Regions from separate parts of the Capsicum annuum genome. Here region 2 is linked to region 1. Evidence: chromatin contacts called from public Hi-C data. All regions are on one chromosome and are shown on one strand. Each heading gives the region's core, a stretch centred on a gene start, on an enhancer-like site or on the middle of the called end of the contact. The rest is flanking DNA. Distances are from core to core; before and after follow the strand shown.

What was found. A called contact is a pair of places that touch in the nucleus more often than the background predicts.
Region 2: a Hi-C map of pericarp shows a contact between it and region 1, with 2.6 times the contacts expected there. The contact joins the promoter of LOC107858871 here to the enhancer-like site in region 1. A contact is called at or near these places in 3 of 5 Hi-C or Micro-C datasets (leaf, pericarp and placenta).

Annotation. Positions count from the first base shown.
Region 1 is chr2:104,263,457-104,267,262 of UCD10Xv1.1, forward strand. No RefSeq gene overlaps it. Among protein-coding and RNA genes, the nearest start is that of LOC107858871, 42 kb to the right of the region's middle. Within about 2 kb of position 2,210, at least 2 of the 5 cell types and tissues checked have an H3K27ac peak or open chromatin away from gene starts, as enhancers often do. A contact at or near this core is called in leaf and pericarp, where this site is marked.
Region 2 is chr2:104,304,970-104,308,775 of UCD10Xv1.1, forward strand. It overlaps LOC107858871 (subtilisin-like serine-protease S), which reads left to right and starts at 1,984. Exons shown (of 12, transcript XM_047406582.1): 1 at 1,984-2,001; 2 at 2,226-2,351; 3 at 2,479-2,576; 4 at 2,682-2,779; 5 at 2,925-3,083; 6 at 3,658-3,769. The coding sequence starts at 2,271.

The sequences.
Region 1 (3,806 bases), core at 960-3,459:
GATACTTGAAATGATAGTTATTAGGGAGAGCCTATGTGTCCAAACGTACATCAATGTCTTCCTCATACAACTTCTCACTAAATTTTCATTCCACATACTTCATTTTAGTCCTACTTAACTTAAACTCTTTGGTTTTCGGATTTGTCTCCATACCTCTAACCTAACATTCACGTTGATACACATCTCATTAATAAATACTATGTCATATGCAAGTAACATAAATCAAGGCAACTCATCTTGGATGCCCTTCATCAAAACATCCATTACCACGATAAAGAGGTTAGGAATAAAAGTTGATCTCTGCTGCAATCCCATTTTTATAGAGTAATGCTTTGAGTCTTCTCCCACCGTCCTAACCTATATCATAGCTCCTTCATACATGTCTTTGATCGCTCTAATGTAAGCCATCAGTATACCTCTAGCCTCCAGACATCTCCAAAGGACATCCCTTAGAACTTTGTCATAGGCCTTCTCAATGTTAATGGACACTATATGTAAGTCCTGTTTCTTTTCTCGATATTGCTCGATCATTCTCCTCACCAGATGGATGAATTCCATAGTAGATCACCTTGACATAATCCAAATTGATTCTCGAATATGGACACACCCCTTCTCACCCATATTGTTGCGCCCAATTGCGCATGAAACTGCACGTAGCCATCCAAGTAGTATAGGACGTTAAGTCCAGACTCCAGATATCGCATCCATAGAGACTTGAAAAATCACTCGTTTAATTCAAATTCTTATTTCACTATTCGAGAAAAGAAACAAGCAATTCTTTTAGATTTATTTATGCTATATTAACTCAAAAGAGTTGAAAATATGTTTCAAGCTTTGTAGATTTTTTGGTTCAAAAATAATTTTTAGAGAGAATTCTAGGGTCTTGCATTGGTGATTCCAAAAATCTGATTGAGTCTTCATATCATCACGTCTATTAGTTTTTCAGAGTTATTAGTTGCAGGTTTAAATCCCCTATCGAGCATTTTCCAATAACTCTAAGGCTACTCAACTATCCCTAACGCCTATATATCTGTGGTCGTCGATTAATAGTGGAGTACATTAGATTGTATGTATCAACTAGACTAGGTCACATGGTGTATTTCTATTCCCTGTGACAAATAGATCTTCTTTTCCTATAAGGTTCACAAACTAGCCGTATTTCTTCTTTTTACACCTATAGTTTCATTTTTTAAGTTCAACAAACAACTCCTCTGTAGTATTCGTAAGGTGATCAAGCAAATGAATAATTCGAATCAAGAAGAAATAAATAACTCTATGATGAAAAACTTGATAATTGAATAATATTTAGACGTCAACCGTCATGTTTATATCAAAACCCTAGAACAAAATGCTTAGCTACTCATGATTCGCAAAGAACTCCAAAAGTTCATGAAAGTTACAAGAGGAATTAAAAGAATTTAAGAAAAGAAAATAAATCGGAAGGAAGAATTTTCTTGCCCTAGCTCCACACTTCAAAAATAATGTGTCTCCCTTTTTCCATGCGAGAACTCCTATTTAGAGCCTAGGATTCGTGGGAGAAAATAAATCAGTCTCCAACTTGAACTAGGAAATCTCTCTTTCGCGCCACTGGCAAAAAATATGTCAATGGTGCAACGGACAATTAAACTTCTGAGCATTTCAAAAACTCACGCCACTGCCTGAAGAAAGGTGTGGGCACAATAGATTCTGTAATAGTGTTATTTCGGACCACTAAACCAAAGCAAGGCAGCGGAGCAGGAGCTCTTCAATAGAAATTTCAGCAAGTTGTCTTCTTCTCTCCACAATTGCAAGGCGAGGCGATTGACGTAAGTCTTAGGCTGGCCACTTCCTTGGTATACCACATAACATTTTATGTTCTTACCTCTTCATTTATCATTTACTCTCCAGATCCCTCAATATATTCTTGCAAACTCACAACACAAAACTCAGGCATAATTTTCAACATTCATGCTCAAAACAATACGTACTAAAAAGAGACAAACTTGCGGTGAATGATAGTAAAATTATATAACATTTAGCCTCGCATACCCCATCTCCACCACTCGCTCCCAAACTTTCAGAGTGTAAATTAACAACTTGATACTCCTACAATTGTTAAAATTCTGAATGTCACCCTCATTCTCATAAAATGGGACCATTGTACCCACCTCCATTCGTTGTGCATATTAGTGTCTTATAAATGAAATTGAATAACTCAATCAACCACTCTTACATTTGATGATGAAATGTAATGAGGCTGACATTTTGTTGTTGCACGTATAGGTATTTGACACAGTTAATGATGGTCTAATTAATTTGTCATTATAGATCGATCATCAATTTTCACTCATATTAGTGATAATATTTAATCATATACTTACTTGCTATCATGTCAAACTCTAAAAGATCACTTTCATCAATCAATTTAATTTTTGAGTCACAATAATAGGAAATATTGAATCAAGAAAACTAAAGTAATTTCCATGTAAAGCAATAAAAATCACTCAACAGTACTTAATCTTCTAAGACATTAGAGTCCCACTTAAATCTTAATTATCAATATTAATTATATCTAGGGGAAAGGACGAGAATGGCCTGTCGGCCAAAATATTTCCACAAAAATGATCTTTGAAACATATTACCATATAGTAGCCATTTCCACCAAAATGGCTCCTGAATGTTGCATTTCTCTTTCTTCCTATTTTTTTTTGTTTGTTTTTCACTGTTTTTTTTCTTTTTTCTTTTAATGTTATTAATTTTTATTTTTATTTTTATTTTGAAAAAAGTTTACTTTGTCCACCCATTTATTTTTTCAGATGCAATCACGAAAATAAAAATATGAAATACAAGTCCACCCATAATTGTTCTATCTTTTTCTATATGAGTTAACACTATAGCGGCACTTTGACTTTTTTTTTTCTGCTATCTCTCTCTTTTTAATCAAAAAAATTAAGGAATGTTTGGACAGTAAGGGTATAGGGTTTAATAAATTTTGTATATGTTTGGAGAAATTTTCACAAAATTTTAGGTGAAGTTAACAAATTCACGAATAATGAATTACTGTATATGCTTGCACAATTTTTCTCTGTAAAATATACTGTATCAAGGTGGTATAAAAATGTATCAATCTAGTATAAAAGTGTATCAATGCGGTATCAAAGTGCATCAATGTAGTATAAAAGTGTGTCAATATGGTATAAAAGAGTATCAATTGGGTATAGGGACTGCACGTACTTGAATAGACTTTCCTTTCTCCTTTTTAAAAAGTGTATCAATGTGATATAAAAGTGTATCAATTGAGTAGAGAGACTACATGTGCCCAATTGGGCCAAATGGCTAAAAAAGGGAATTAATTTAGAATAAAATACATAAAGTATCATACTTAAGTATTAAATTACAAAAAATAACAACAATTTTATTAAATTACATTTTATAACATTTGTAGCATTATTTTATTGTGGTCCCTACTTTTTACCCACTTGGAGAAGTAGCTTTCAGTTTTCCCTCTTTTCACGCCATAAGCTTTCTCTTTCATTACTTTGAAAGATTTTTCCCGTTCTTTTCACCCTCAAGAATATCTTCCCGCTCCAATTTTTTTTAACTTTGCATGATTTTAGCACCATCAGTAAAGATTATCTTCATCTATTTCAGGTAACTCTTAATTTAGCTATTGCATGTTAGCATTTTTTTAGGGTAAATTTTAGAAATAGCATACTCTGATATATCTCAAAATCAAACTTTAAGGTTTTTTATTTTAATGGCTGAACAAACACCAAAATCACGAATAAATAGTGGTATACGAAATTTGAATTTGGTTTATGATTGTG
Region 2 (3,806 bases), core at 734-3,233, 41 kb after region 1:
TTTTTTTTTATTCTTGTTCTTCCCAAGCAAGTTTTGATATGAAACTTGAACCACTAAATCGGGTAACATCCTCCCTTAGCTTGCTAGGAATTCTTTGATCATTTGGAGGGTATACTCTATCATGTCCATTAAAATCAAAGCCAGATCAGAGGTTTAAAAAAAGGGTCATATATAGCTTTTAATAAGTAAAACCTAAAATATGAACTCTATAGAATCTGAAGTTTTCAAATATTTTAAGTGCTTTATCTGGTAATTTGACCATTGACCAAATGTATCAATACTTCCCTTCCCGTGAATCGTGATATAAAGGTTCGTTGGGTTGTAGAAAAGAAAATAATACTGGTATTAGCTTTTACATAGTGATTTAACTTTTTGTTTGGCAGCTTTCGTAACTTATGTGTGATTAAAGATAAAATTATCCTTAAAATCACTCATAGTATACATAACTAAGGAATGTGCAAGGTATTTTTATAACTACCAATATATTTTTTAAAATATTATATCACGTATGCTATTTTTAATACATTAAACTAAATAGTGAATAAGAAATAATTCTTGTATAATTTTATCTCAATATTCCTAATACTCTATATTCAATACTATTTTTAATACAATCAAACAAGTTTTTCTTTTATTTTAATTTTTAATATTACTAGTTTAATTTTATAAATTAACTTGTGTATCGTTTTACCTCCGTGTACATATCAAAAAGGTTACTGCATCCATGTAAAAAATAACCCGTTCGCTTAAAGGTAACTACACATAATTGGCATAATTAATAATTAAACTGATTGCGTAAAAACATATTTTTATCCAAAATAATTCCCCTTTTGTTCCAACTTCCAAGTCAAATGGCACACTTTTCTTTTACTTTTGTCTCAAAAAGAATATTATTTTTTATAATTAAAATAATTTAATCATAAAAGTCATCTTTTAAATATTAAAAAAAGTAATTAGAATTTATACTAGAAAAATAGTCAAAAAATAACATTATAGATCACAAATTTCAAAATTTTTTATATCTTTTTTTTCTAAAAAATCTTTGTACCTCCTCCGTTTTAAAAAAAGATAACTTATTTTTTTTTAATTCATTTAAAAAAAGCATTATTTTTTTTTATATAAATACTTTAATTTCAACTTTTCATATAATATATTTAAAACCACAAGATTAAAAACATTCAGTACATTTGATATAATTTAATTTAGAACCACAAAATTAAAAAATATATATATATTTTCTTAAACTCCGAAACGAAGAGAATACTTAAATAGTGTTACTTGAATCGGAGGAATATATCAACCTCATGATGCGAAAGAAGCCATCGGGGGTCTATCAAAAATAGTCTCCCTACTTCTTTAGAGATAGCGGTATGGACTACATACATTCTACCTCCCCAAACCTAGTCCATTCTACCTCCCCAAACCTCACTTTATGGAAATACACTGAGTTTGTTGTTGTTGTCTTGACCATGCGAAAGAAGCCATGAAGAATTAACATTGGTTAATGGGCAAAATAATGAGTGGAAATTGGGGGATATCCTACTAGGAGCAGTAGCCACTAGTACTACTACTTTCTCCACATTCCTTGGTTCAGCATCTATTATTCTATACTATTATCACCTGTAATAATAGCGTTTCCACGGACACGTAGCACTTCTAATTATCCTCTTCATTTAATTTTACACCATCGTTATATCAAAAATAGATATTTCATTAATCAATCTACTTTAGCAATTCATTAACATTATTAATAAAATATATCGAATTAACAAGAGCAAGGGAATAATTACTAGAAACAAGAATGGAATAATGGTGTTTTCCTTTATAACGGTCTACTTACTGACTAACTGTTGCTGCGGTCTCTCCCTTACGTAGTGGAGTCCCTCGTGGTTGGTTCAGTTTAAAGCAAACTCACCACTATCTTCCCCTCTCTAGTCTTCACGTTTCCATTTTCTTTTTGATGCCTTGTATCAGTGCTACAAGATTTTTCACTATAATGGGGTGACGAATTTTTTTTATTTTTTTTTTGATACTGTTTTACGCTATACTAATTTTGTATAACAGAAAAATATACTTGTGTAGTACGACTACTACTACTACCACAGTATACCTGTGACACTGAATAATCAATCTCTCTCCCCCTTCTCTCTTTATTTCAAATCATTCTTTCTCTTTCTCTCTCTGTTTTGTCTTGCTATAAAATATCATCTTTTTCCTTCTTGCAGTTGATAACACATTCTTTTACTAGCCTCATACAACAAAAATAGGACATGGGTGTTTCAGAAAAGACTCTCTTTTTACTCTTTCTTTGTGTTTTTCTTGGACATATTAGTCTCTGCTTTTCTTCAAAGGTAATCTTGGCTCTATGGAAACATGGGTTTTTATTTGCTGTTATTAAGGATGTATATTTGAATGATGTTTTGAGAAAAGGTGAATAGTTGGTGAAGTTCTTGAGTTTTTGATTTTTTATTTGTTCAGTTATATGTGGTGTACATGGGAAGCAAAGATAATGATGAACACCCAGATGAAATTTTAAGGCAAAATCATCAAATGCTTACTGCTATTCATAGAGGAAAGTAAGTTTTTTCTTTTTTTTTTTTCTTTACTTTTGGCTATGAGTTTTTTGCCCTTTTTTCCTGGTTTTGTTTTTGGCAAAAAAACTTAAGTGGTAATCTTTGCAGCGTTGAACAAGCCAAGACTTCTCATGTATACAGTTATAGGCATGGTTTTAAAGGCTTTGCAGCCAAGTTGACTGAGGCACAGGCTTCTGAAATGTCCAGTAAGCCCTTCTCCGAACCCCGTGATGCATAGTGTGAGCTTTAGTGCATCGGGTTGCCCTTTTGTTTACCTACTTTGATGGTTTGCACTCAGTCCACTATTTGAGATTGATACGAAAATTTGTCTTTAATGTTGAAACGAAACAGAAATGCCTGGAGTGGTATCTGTATTTCCTAATACTAAGAGGAATCTGCATACAACTCATTCATGGGATTTCATGGGACTCAGTGATGATGAAACAATGGAAATCCCAGGTTTTTCCACCAAGAACCAAGTTAATGTAATCATTGGTTTCATTGATACAGGTGATTTCTCTTGTTCCACTAGCTCAAGTTATCTTAATTGCAGCAATCTTTTTCCCAGTTAGGTGAAAGATATGGTCGTTTAGTGATGGATGGCACAAACCAAGTCGTCACGTAAAAGGCTATTGTCTTTGTTACTTTTCTTAAGAAGAGTACAATAATATAACTTTGAGAAAGTGCTAAGTTTGTCATGTGGTTGAACTTTTGAACATGGGGAAAGTAGTTCCTTTAGTATTCTGATTCCTTTTCATCTACTGTTGTAGAAGTTTTATCACTTATCAATCAATTCTTGTTTCAATCATTTGGCAATGATGGGATATGTTTGCTTAGATTTTCTTTAGCCCAAGTTTATTCAATTTCTCAACTTCCCAGTTTCTTCTTTGCATTTGTTGAACTGCTTGATGTACTTTTTGGGAAGGGGCCCTATCCATTAGAGTGACATGTTTCAATACAAAGTCATCTCTCTGTCCACAACCTTATCAGTTTATCTTTAACCTGGTCCCCAGCTTCCTTGTTTCTGTTGTTTTTTGAACTAATTAGATCTTGAGGTTAAGCTCTTAAACATTTACTGAAACAGGAATTTGGCCTGAGTCTCCAAGTTTTAGTGACACCAACATGCCTCCAGTGCCAACTAGATGGAAAGGACAATGCCAATCAGGGGAAGTATTCAATACATCAACATGCAACAGGTTTCCTTTATTTGCCGATCATTTCTTTTAGTTTAAT